2 separate regions of the Callithrix jacchus genome follow, and region 2 is linked to region 1. A link is a contact called in public Hi-C data. All regions are on one chromosome and are shown on one strand. Each heading gives the region's core, a stretch centred on a gene start, on an enhancer-like site or on the middle of the called end of the contact. The rest is flanking DNA. Distances are from core to core; before and after follow the strand shown.

The links. A called contact is a pair of places that touch in the nucleus more often than the background predicts.
Region 2: a Hi-C map of skeletal muscle shows a contact between it and region 1, with 4 times the contacts expected there. The contact joins the promoter of HDDC2 here to the promoter of TPD52L1 in region 1. A contact is called at or near these places in 2 of 3 Hi-C or Micro-C datasets (both in skeletal muscle).

The regions. Positions count from the first base shown.
Region 1 is chr4:131,743,616-131,749,813 of calJac240_pri, forward strand. It overlaps TPD52L1 (TPD52 like 1), which reads left to right and starts at 2,951. Exons shown (of 8, transcript XR_013534908.1): 1 at 2,951-3,157.
Region 2 is chr4:131,897,639-131,903,836 of calJac240_pri, forward strand. HDDC2 (HD domain containing 2) reads right to left here and starts at 3,407. Exons shown (of 7, transcript XR_013534909.1): 1 at 3,281-3,407; 2 at 2,000-2,121; 3 at 180-282.

The DNA of each region.
Region 1 (6,198 bases), core at 1,701-4,200:
CTTTGTCTCGCCACTAAGAGTAGTGGCCTCAGTAATGTAAGACCATGTTCTCTTCCTCTGTCCAGGGCATTTGTCCCATGCTGCAAACCTCAAGGACAACTTCAGTTGCATCAGACCTTTACAGGCATACCTTATCTTACTGCGCTTCTCTTCATTATGTTTCACAGATACTATCTTTTGTTGGTGGCGGGTTGTTTTTTTTTGTCTTGTTTGAGATGGAGTCTCCCTCTGTCAACCAGGCTGAAGTGCAATGGTGCGATCTCAGCTCACTGCAACCTCCGCCTCCTGGGTTCAAGCAATTCTCCTGCCTCAGCCGCACAATTAGCTGGGACTACAGGCATGTGCTACCACGCCCAGCTAACTTTTTGTATTTTTAGTAGAGACAGGGTTTTACCATGTTAGCCAGGATGATCTCTAACTCCTGAACTCGCAATCTGTCTACCTCGGCCTCCCAAAGTGCTGGGATTACAGGTGTGAACCATCACGTTTTTAACAAATTGAAGGTTTGTGGTACCCCTGTGTTGAGCAAATCTATTGGTGCCATTTTTCCAATGCCATGTGCTCACTTGATGTCTCTGTGTCATACTTTAGTAATTCTCACAATATGTCAAGTTTTTTATTATATTATATCAGTTATGGTGATCTGGGGTCAGTGATCTTTGATGTCACCATTGTAATTATTTTGGGTGACCACCGTCATGCCCATATAAGACAGTGAACTGAATCAATAAATCTTGTATGTGTTCTGACTGCTCCACTGGCCAGCTGTTTCCCCATCTCTCTCCCTCTTCTTAGGCCTCTCCATTCTCTGAGACACAACAATATTGTAATTATAACCATTAATAACCCTACAATGGCCTTCACGTATTCACATGAAAGGAAGAGTCAGGTCTCTCACCTTAAATCAAAAGCTAGAAATGATTAAGTTTTGTGAGGAAGGCGTGTCAAAAGCTGAGACAGGCCAAAAGCTAGGTCTCTTGTGTGAGTTATTCAAGCTGTCAATATGAAAGAAAACTTCTTGAAGGAGATTAAAAGTGCTACTCCAGTGAACACATGAACAATAAGGAAGTGAAACAGTCTTTTTGCAGTTATAGGGAAAGTTTGAGTGGTCTGGATTAAACCAGATCAAAGCAGCCACAGCATTCCCTTAACCACAGCCTAATCCAGGGCAAAGCCCTAACTCTCTTCAATTCTATAAAGCCTGAGAGAGGTGAGAAATCTGCAGAAGAAAAGTTGGAAGCTAGCAGAGACTGGCTCATGAAGTTTAAGGAAATAAGTCATTTCCATAACATGAAAATGTAAGGTGAAGCAGGAAGAGCAGATGCCAAAGCTGCAGAACGTTCTCCAGAAGATCTGGCTAAAACCATTGATGAAGGTGGCTACGCTAAACAACACATTTTCAATGCAGATGAAACAACCTTATACTGGAAGAAGATGCTAATAAGGACTTTTATAGCTACAAAGAAGTCAATGCATGGTTTCAAAGCTTCGAAGGACAAACCCACTCTCTTGTTATGGGCAAAAGTAGCTGGTGACTTTACATTGAAGCCAAAGTTCATTTACCATTCTAAAAATTTTAGAGTCCCTAAGAATTACGCTCTATAAATGGAACAACAAACTTGAATGACACATCTAGAAAACACCTGTGCTCTATAAATGGAACAACAAAACTTGAATGACAGCACATCTTTACACATGTTTACAGCATGGCTTACTGAATATTTTAAGTCCACTATTAATACCTACTACTCAAAAACTATTTCTTTCTAGATATTATTGTTGATTGATAATATACTTGGACTAAAGCGTTGATGGAGATGTACAAAGAGATTAATGCTGTATTCATGCCTGGGAAAAACAACATCCATCCTGATGCCCATGGATAAAGGAATAATTTTGACATTCAAGCCTTATTATCTAAGAAATATATTTTGTAAGGATACAGCTGCCATAGATAGTGATTCTTCTGTTGGATCTGGGTAAAGTAAATTAAAAACTTTCTGGAAAGGATTCACCATTCTAGATGCCATTAAGAACATTCATAATTCATGGGAGGAGGTCAAAAAGTCAACATTAACAGGATTTTGGAAAAAGTTGCTTCCAACCTTCCTGAATAACTTTGGGGATTAAAGATTTCAAAACAGGAAGTAACTGCAGATGTGGTAGGAATAACAAGAGAATTAGACTTAGAAGTGGAGCCTGAATATGTGACTAAGTTGGTCAATCTCCTAAGACTTGAATGGTTAAGGGGTTGCTTCCTATAGATGAGCAAAGACAGTGGTTACTGGAGATGGAATCTACTCCTGGTGAAGTTGTTCAGAGCATTGTTGAAATGACAGCAAAGGATTTATAATTATATAAACTTAGCTGATAAAGCAATGGCAGGGTTTGAGATGATTGACTCCAATTTTGAAAAAAAGTTACAATGTGGATAACATGCTATCAGCCAGCATCGCATGCTACAGAAAAATCTTTCATTAAAAAGTCAATTGTTGCAGCAAACTTTATTGTTGTCCCATTTTAAGAACTTGACATAGCTTTTCCAGCCCTCAGCAATCACCACCAGGATCAATCAGCAGCCGTCAACATCCAAGCAATGCCCTCCACCAGCAAAAAGATTTCCATTAGGTGAAGATGATCTTTAGCTTTTTTTTTTAGAAATAAAATATCTTTTAAAATTAAGCTATTTATGTACATTTCTCTTTTAGACTACAGCGTAGTGTAAATGTACCTTTTATATGCAATAGGAAACTGAAAAATTCGTGTGACTCATTTTTTTGCACTGCTCGCTTTATTGCGGGGGTCTGGAGCCTAACCTGCAATATCTCTGCGGTTCGCCGGTAGAGCGCCGGGAGAGGGTGCCGTCCGCCCGCCGTGCAGAGCGCCGGCAGGTGGCGCCCAGCGGCGAGCTCTTTCCAGCTTGGTTTGGGCCAGGTGGACTGGAAGGGGCGGAGGTAATCAGAAGCGGCCAGTGGCGGCTGCCTGAGTCCCAGTCCCCTCCGCGCAGCGCTCACGACACCCGTGCCAGGAGTGGGAGCGAGCGGCGGGGTCAGCTGCGTTCTGAGCCCAGGCACAGCTGCCATCTGCTCTGGGAAGCACCGGGGTGTCCCTGTGGTCCTCAGCTCGAAGTCAGCCACCATGGAGGCGCAGGCACAAGGTAAGTGGACGCCTATCGCCCCAAGAGTCAGGTCCTGGGGCGCGCATATAGGCTCTTTTCCTGCACCACCTAACTTCGCTCCCGGACAGAACAGATTGGTGCCATGCCACGCGTCCAGAACTCCACTCCCCCCGCGCCTTCGGTATGATGCCTGCTCCCCAAACTCAGGATTTGCTGTGGGTCTGGGGATCGGTAAAGTAACAGGAGATCCGTCAGTGGAGAGGCCCCTCTGCAGGAAATGCGACCGTGGAACGCTCTACCTTCTCCGCAGTCAGTCGCCCCCGACCTCCCCAGCCTCGCGGGTGCCCGGAGGACCTGTTGTGCGGGGTCCGGAATGCGCGTTTCGGTCCCTTTCCCTTGAGGGAGTAGGAAGGGAATGCGACTCTTTTCGCCCAGGGCCGTGGACTCGCGGCTTGTTGGCTCCCAAGTCAGGGCGTGAGGGGATCGCCCGCCGAGGGGGTGGCTCCGCAGCCAGCCTACGCCAGCGGCTTCCCGCGCCGGGACCCGCCTTCCGAGGCCAGGGTGAGCCCCAGAGTGCGGCCCCCTGACCTCCCGCAGAACCACACGTGAGTCCCGGTTTCCCGCGATCGGGGGGGGGACCTCTGCCCCCAGTGGCGCACGGGGCCCCCCGGCCGTCCGGCTCCCTGCTCCCGAGGCTGCCCACTGAAGGAGCCTGCGGTGGCTTTACGAAGGGCGGCCTCATATCTTGGGGTCACCCTTGAAACTGGGTTGGGGAATTCCTATGGAATCGTTCAAGAATGGGGGTAAACGGACCGTGGACGGGGCAGAGGTGGGCGGATGTGGAGCGAGAGGCAAGTGGGAAGGCAAAGGACTCAGTGATCTACCTCGGGAGCAACGCGCAGAAGGGACGGGTTGCGGAGTTCAGCCTTTAAGGCAATCATCGCCACCAATCTTTTACACCGTGGGAAACTCTGTGGTGGCTCTTAATATAAATAAAGTCCCATTTTAAAAAAAGAAGAAAAAGAAGAAGTTCATGACCCAATGTGTTCGCCCTCTAGGGGCAGAACGCTCTGAATGAGAGTGGGTTGGCGAGTGCCTGGGCCGGGAGTCGCCCAACAGGTTTGCTGCCAGGATTACAATTGTCTGAACAGCAGGAGCCTTACTCGTTTGTTCCATCCGCCTATGTCCTGCCCATTAAGCTGCCGCTTCCCATATTTTCCCTCTATTATGTAGATAGATAGGAAAGGGTAATTCAACCAAGGGTGCCCGTAGTTGGTCAAATTCTAAAGCAGAGATCGGATTGGAGGCCTTCACACCGGAACTGAAGCTGATGATAGCAGCTCCGGAGCTTTCCAACCTGACCTGCATATTAGAATTATTTAGAGTCTTCAATACTGGCCCTGGCCAACCCCATCCCAGTCAAAATGTAATCTCTGGAGCCTGAACATGGGTATATTTGAAAGCTTCTGAGGTGATTCTATTAGTGAGGTTGGAGAAGAACTATTGCAGATAGGAAACATTCGGAGAACTTCTGAAGACGTCCCAAACTACAGACTGGTAACCACTGGGGTCACTGGTTTGCTTTATTGGTTTGCTTTACTTAAAAGATTTACTTAACAAATATTTCAGTGCTTTCCTTTGCCAAGCACTGTGTTAAGAAGAGCAAAGGCAGACTTGGTATCTGCTTCATGAATTTTACAGTAGAGGAAGAGACAAATATTAATGTGATGGCCATTTGAAAAATACCATGTAAAATCACTGCCATGTGAATGCTAAGAAAGGGCCTCAGAGTGCAGCGAGAGCCTGAAAAGCTATAACCCTATCATGCAGTAACCAGGAGAGCAGATTGTTGATCATGTCCCTGTCTCTGTTCTTTGTGCTTTGCATGTATTGATGAACTCATTTCCTGTGCACAGCAGTCCCATGAGGTAGTTCATGTTCTCATTCCCATTCTACAGATAGGAAACAAGCATGGGAGGTACTAGGTCTGTGCAAAAGTAATTTCGATTTTTGCCATGACTTTTTAATAAATTCCTTGTTTACAGCTAGATAGATAAGGAATAGAGAAGTTGGTGTGGTGAGGGACCCATTCTCACACAAAGCCTGTGACTTTTGGAGGAAAGGTAACACTTCAGTCCCCACCTGACTCTCCAGCTGCCCTGTGGTGCACTTCTTTTCCCCTCATGACTAGTTGAAAACGTTGGGGGGTAAAGAAGACTAGTAAAAAGGCAAATGGATATGAGAAAAGTGAACAGATTTTAGAAATACTTAAGAGGCCTGGTGCAGTGGCTTATGCCTGTAATCCCAACACTTTGGGAGACCAACGTGAGAGGATCACAGCCCAGGAGTTCAAGACCAGCCTAGACTACATAGTGAGACCTCATATCTACCAAAAAAAACCAAAATTAGTCGAGTGTGGTGACATGTGCCTGTAGGCCTAGCTAGTTGGAAAGCTGGAGTGGGAGGATCTCTTGAGATCAGAAGTTAGAGGCTACAGTGAGCCAAGATCCCACCACTACACTCTAGCCTAGACAAGAGTGAGAACCTCACTCAAAAAAAAAAAAGGCCAGCCACAGTGGCTCATGCCAGTAATTCCAGCACTTTGGGAAGCTGAGGCAGATAGATTTTTTGAGCCCAGGAATAAAAGCCTAGCCTGGGCAACATGGTGAGACCCTGTCTCCACAAAAATACAAAAAATTAGCTAGGTGTGGTGGTGCCTCCCTGTAGCCCCAGATATTTGGGAGATTGAGGAGTGAGGATCACCTGAGTCTAGCAGGTTGAGGCAGCAGTGAGCTGTGATTGCACCACTGCACTCCAGCTTGGGCAAGAGGGCAATACTCTATCTCAAAAACAGACAAACAAAAAGTGAACAAAAAATAAATAAGTAAAATCTTAAGAAAAGTCAAAATTGGATTGAATATGCAGGGGGACAGTGTCAAAGATGACCCCAGCTTCCTATTTGTACAATCAAATGGAGGATACTTACTCTTAAATCCTCACTTGCCTAGCATTTTAAGTTTCTCATTTTCAGACATTTTGTTATTTAGAAAGCAGACATATTTCTTTAAGAAAAAACTTCA
Region 2 (6,198 bases), core at 2,157-4,656, 150 kb after region 1:
CTCTAACCCAGGCCTTGAAACTCTAAAAAATATCCTCCCCTGACCTTCCCCGTCCTGAGACACTAGTAAGACTATCAAGGTAGTATTCTCCCTAACGGCAACAGTTCTCATAAACTTAGCTTTGCTTCAGCAACAGGTTTTTCTCGTGGTTTTTTGCACAGTCAACAGTCAACACTGACCTCTTCTCGCCTATGCTTTTCTTCTTTGGGGATGTTATCTGCTGGTGCTATGTCCCCAACGATGCATTCTGCCATATCGTGAACGAGGGCTAGGCGTACACATCTGACCAGGCAAGAAATGTTGAATAATTACACAGAATTATATTCACTACAAGTTCCTTCTCTATATTCTTCCAAAGTTACATTTTATATATATATGTATTTTTTTTTCTTTCCCCCCTCATAGAGTATTTTAATGTAGTATATTCTAAAGCAGTTACATTCTGCCAGCCTACAAGAGTTCGATAAAAACTGTTAGTTCATATTCAATAAAATACATGTGAATGTAGGGGAAACTGTTAGCATTAATTTCTTAAATGGTTGGTGTCTCAAATCTTACTTTAAAAGGCTGATAACTAGGCTGGGTGCAGTGGCTCACGCCTGTAATACCTGCACTTTGGGAGGCTGGGTTGGGCAGATCACCTGAAGTCAGGAGTTTGAGACCAGCCTGGCTAATGTGGTGAAACCCCACCTCTACTAAAAATATAAAAATTAGCCAGGTGTGGTGGCACACACCTGTAATCCCAGCTACTCAGGAGGCTGACTGAGGCAGGAAAATCACTTGAACTTGGGAGGTGGAGGTAGCAGTGGGCCAACATGACACCACTGTACTCTAGCCTGAGTAACAGAGCAAGGCTCTGTTTCAAAAAAAAAATCATATTTGACAACTTTCATGTTCCTGACACGTGAATCATTCAGTAAGTGGTTATGATTATTAGTGATTAATCAATACTGGTTGTGATAGTCATTATCAAAACAGGAAGTTAAGTAATGAGAGAAATGCCCCATATGGACAGTCTCCTTTGGGCTCTAAAACTACCAAAGCAGTACAAGGCCCAACAGTGTCCTCTGAAATTTCCCTGCCTCTAGTCTCTTTCTGGTCCAGTTCGAATCCCAAACTACTCCAAACTGCACCTCTATTGGACTTCACTTTCATCCTGTACTATTTGCCAAAAACCTCCTCAGTTTCATACCACACGCTGAGTAACAGGACTCCTGAGTTTTCCCCAGTGAACCATTTGCTGCAGTCAAGTTGATTTATTTCTCATTTGAAAAATACTCCTTTACTTTCCTATACTCAGGGCTTTGCTTTATCTGCCCTTCTCTCTGCTTGCAGTGCCTTCTACCTCTCTGCCTATATTAACTCTTTAGAGCTCAACTCAGATTGCACCTCCTCCATTAAGATGAACCAAGAACAGGTGATCTCCCCTACTCTTTGTACTTACTGTTTCCATCATACTTTATGTTTCACTTCATATAGAAGGTACTTTGGGCCTGTGTAATTCACCTTACTCTCTAATATGCTAGTAAACTTTTGTTCTATGCTCAAAAAGCATTTTAACACTTGTTGATTGAAGGGGGAGAGGATACCTCTTTCTCAGCTATATCTTACACATACAACTCCAGAAAGAAATCTCAAGAATGGATTCTACTATCCACAAAAGGCACTAGAAAAGAGCACATAGTGTACTAATACAATGCTAGAATTTTAGACATAACACACTCACCTTCAAGGCCCCAGTATCACTCTCAAGTTTCCTCTGATACCCAAGGCAGGCTCTATCACTTGCCAACAGAAAACCCAGATTGCAGTTTACAACTGAGGCAATCAACAATGAGCTCCTCTTCCCACATCCTAAATTTGTATGGTTTGCTTCAAATTCATTTTTCTTGACCTATAAACTAACCTACAAGGATTTGACACGGGCCTCAGTGGTAAAAATGGGTGTACACCCATAGACCAGAATCCCTCATGAGCATCAAAATCCAGCTCAGCTTACCGGTCTTTGTTAAGACGGTCATCTTTGATCACCATAGCCATAATTGCCATCCGGTACATGTGATCTGACACGCTCTCTGGCCTCTGGACATTTCTGTATACCCAGCCAGTCCGTGGGACTCTCTGATAAATACGAAAAAGAAAAAGAAGGTTTAAGAAACCAATGTTAACTATCGGTTATGCTCTTCAAGAGATGTCCAGGATATAACACACAGAGGCCGAGTCATAGCTTCAGAACCTATTACAAAATGTTTTACTAAACTAAAATGATAGATCTCTGGAATCAAATAAACTAGAGAACTCAGAATAAAAGAAGGAGAAGACAGAGCGAGGTAAGTCACAAAGTCCATTCATCAAATTACTGTTACTGGTGTATAATTATGGAACACATGTAAGTCCTTTAAACAAAACAAAACTGCATTATTCCTAACTACAGGAGTTGCAGCTTTTTGCCTTCAAACAATCCTATACAAGCAGAAAACACTGTGTTAAAGGCTCGAACTTGAACGAGTGATACAATTCCAAATTCTGATGCACAAGGTATAAAGGCACTTCTCATTACGTGTTGAGTCACGACTCCTTCTCATTGCTTGATGCTACCAACAGTTGTGACTCTTCCTTTTATTCACATCATAACTTGATCTTGTGAAGCTGCATTTCTTCCTCAGAATTCTACATCTCTAAAGAATGTTATAAATAGTAGAGTGGCATGAAACAGATAATTTGCTTTGAACTTGGGAGAGAGACGTGGAAGACACACATGATGAAACTCCAGTGTGTTATGTTAAATCCTGTTTGGGGAGTTGGCGGGGGGAGAAAAGTCTTGTTTTGGGATGTAACTGTGAAACAGAGGTAAAGCACTCGACTTAAAATCTGTTCTTCCGACTGGTGCTCAGAAGCAGCCATGCTCTACACGCACACACACGCACACGCACACGCACACGCACACGCACACGCACGCAAGCGCTCAGCACAGGCCGGCCCAGGCCAGCTGCTCTCCGGGAACCAGCCGGGCTGCGTGGCGGCCCTAGCGGCTCCGGGGTCTGGGCTCAAACTCCGCGCGGCCCCATCCCCGCCCTGCCTCCCCTCCGGCTTCTTCCTCCGCCCACCGTCCAGTATGGGCGTCCCAGACGCCTCCGCAAGGCCGGCGCCTTTCCCAAATTCGGCATGGCGGGACGGCGCGGAACTGGGAAAGGCCGCGGGCCGAGCTGGGAGCCGGAAGCTGCGCCGCCTCACTGTCCCGCCTGCTCGGCCGCGGCCTCCCGGCCCGCTGCCCGCTCACCTTGAGCTGCCCCATCAGCCGCAGGAACTGCAGCAGTGAACGAGCCCCGTGGCCTGAGAAGCCCGCAGAGGAGACCGAAGCCATACGGCCACGGATCCCGGCTGGGAAGAGCAGGCCGTGGCGAAGCTCCTCCCCTCCCTTCTCCTCCCCCTTGTTTTCCTTCCCGCTCTTCTTCCCCTTCTTCCCCTTTCTCCTCCCCTTCTTCTTCCTTCTGACCCTCTTCCTTCTCCCCTTTCCAACTCCCTCCTCTTCCTCTTTCTCCTCCCCTACTTCCGCTTTCCCCTCTTCCCCCTTCCTCTCCCCCCCTCTTTTTCCTCTGGTTCCTTCTCCCCCTCCTTCACTTTCTCACGGTTTTCTCAGGCCCTTCTGTCCAATCTTCACCTTCCTGGCCTTGGTGACTGCTGGTTAGGCATTGCTCCACCAGCGGTGGACACTTTGCTTGGCACATACTGGACACTTCCTTTCTAAATTTATGAACCTCATTATTCTTCAGTTGACAGTGTAAAACCATGAAACTAGATGAGGTCACCAGGCAAGAGAGTGTGAATGAAGAAGAAAAGACATCCAAGGGCTCAACCCCAACATTTAGACTTTGGGAGATGGAGAGGGAGCAGCTAGTGAGGCAGGAAGAGGATTAAGAGATAAGTGTGTCTTGGAAGCCATGTAGAAAAAAAAAATTCAAAAAGGAAGGAATATGGTCAACCAAGTCTATTTGACGTCAGATAAGGACCAAGATTTGACTTCCAGACTTAGTAAATTTTATATTATGGGTGACTCTGACAAAAGCGGTTTTCAGTGTAGTGGGCAAGCAGAACCTAGTAAGATAATTTTCAAGAAAATAGGAGCAAGTATTTCGACACATTGGAGATGGGATTGGGTGATGTTAACTAGTGGAGAGATTGTTTAAAAACAGGAGATACTGTGTATGTTTATTTACCGATGGAGGTGATCTAGTAGAAAGGGAAGCATTGACTATATAAGAGACAAAGGAGAGAAATATTTGAATGTCAGCCTTGAGTAAGGAAAAATAGTTCCTATCTAGTGTACAAGATAAAACATTGGCTTTAGATAGGAATATGGAGACTTCATTTAGCTGTCAGAGGAGGACAGAATAAATGGTGACTAATAATCAGTCACAGATGTGGTTATGGGAGGTTGTAGAAGTTCTTTTTTGATTGCTTCTATTTTCTCACCAAATTAGGAAGCAAAGTAGAGGCTGGGATGTTATAGTAATAAGTAACCGCCTTATTTCCTGTATCTCAGCAGTTTAACACATCAAAGGTTTATTTCTCTCTCATGCTAAGTGTCTGTTGCAGATCAGTTAGAGGATGCTGCTTGCTCCAACTTCACTCAGGGAGTTGGGAGGCTTTCTTTGCCCCTCTTTTGCCAAAATTGGGAAAAAGAAAAGTGGCACTCTGGTTCTTAAAGCCTGTCTCTGGAAGTGATATATGACCTTTTGTCTACATATCATTGGCAAAATAAGTAACACTGCCACATCTAACGTCAAAGGGGTCCTGTGGAGGCCTCTGGGAAGAAAGGAGGCTAGAATATTTGTGAATAGAGGAGGAGGCATTTGAGGTTTAAGGAGTGATATGGTTCGGCTCTGTGACCCCACAAATATCACGTCAAATGTAATCCTCAAAGTTGGAGGAAGGGCCTGGTGGGAGGTGAGTGGATTATGGTGGCTGACTTTCCCCTTGCTGTTCTTGTGATAGTGAGTGAGTTCTCTAGTGATCTGGTTGTTTAATAGGGTGTAGCACTTCCCCACTTTGCTCTCTTTCTCTTCCGCTCCGCCATGTGAAGACAATGCCTGCTTCCCTTTTACCTTTCACCATGATTTTAAGTTTCTGCAGCCGTGCTTCCTGTACAGCCAATGAAATCTCTTTTATTTATAAATTACCTAGTCTCAGATAGTTCTTTATAGCAATGCGAGAGTGGATTAATATATGGAGAAAGAAGGCATGAAATAGTTTTTTTGAAGACTGGTTCAGCAAAACATTAAATATGACTAAGAACCAAATAAATGCCAAGGACATTGGGGCTTGTATTAAACATGGTTAGGAAAATGAGCTGGAAGCCATTTTTATGATGGTAAGTGGTGCTAAATAAAGATCAAGCCAGGTGTGGTGGTTTGTGCCTTTATCCCAGCTACTCAGGAGGCTTAGATGGGAGGATCACTTGAGCCCAGGAGTTTGAAACTGCAGTGGTTTATGATCACTCCAGCTTGGGAAACAGAATATGTCTCTAAAACATTACAAATTTTTTAAAAATGGAAGAATCAAGGGTTAAAAAGAAGGAAAAAGAATCAGAGGCAAAGTCAGTCAGATCCACTGGAGTAATACAAAAGCAAATGAACAAAAAGATCCAGGAGAATATGGAAGATGAGGGTGCTGGATTTGCAGAAGATTGTAATGAGGGGCTTTCTAGAGATTGGTGCCATGAAGCAATGGAGCTGCAAGCTAGCTGGTGAATGTGCAGTGCAGCCCTTACAGTTGCTTCTAAGCAGCCTTATTTTCTTTTGCCAACAATGCCTTGATTTCCTTTGAGCTCCTCCTGATTCATGCAGGCTAGATTTAGTCTCCATGTATCTCTGTCTGTATTTGCAACTTTCTTTGCAAAGTACATGTGAGTTATCTTAACCAAAGACATTTGTGTAGTGAACTGTAAAGAATTTCTCCGGTTACCTAAGTTATCAGGAGTTGGAAGATGTCAAATTGCTGAAAAAGTATGAATTGAGTATAGTTTTTGAGGAACTCTATTTAAAGATGATATGGAATTTTGAAGGGGACATTACTGTCTAAAAATGCACTTGTTATTGTGAAAACTCAAAAATAGTGCCAACTTCTTTGTTTGCTAAACTGCATATGTTCATGGGGTTTGCAACACGATTTATTCCTACTATATCATTAAAGACACCA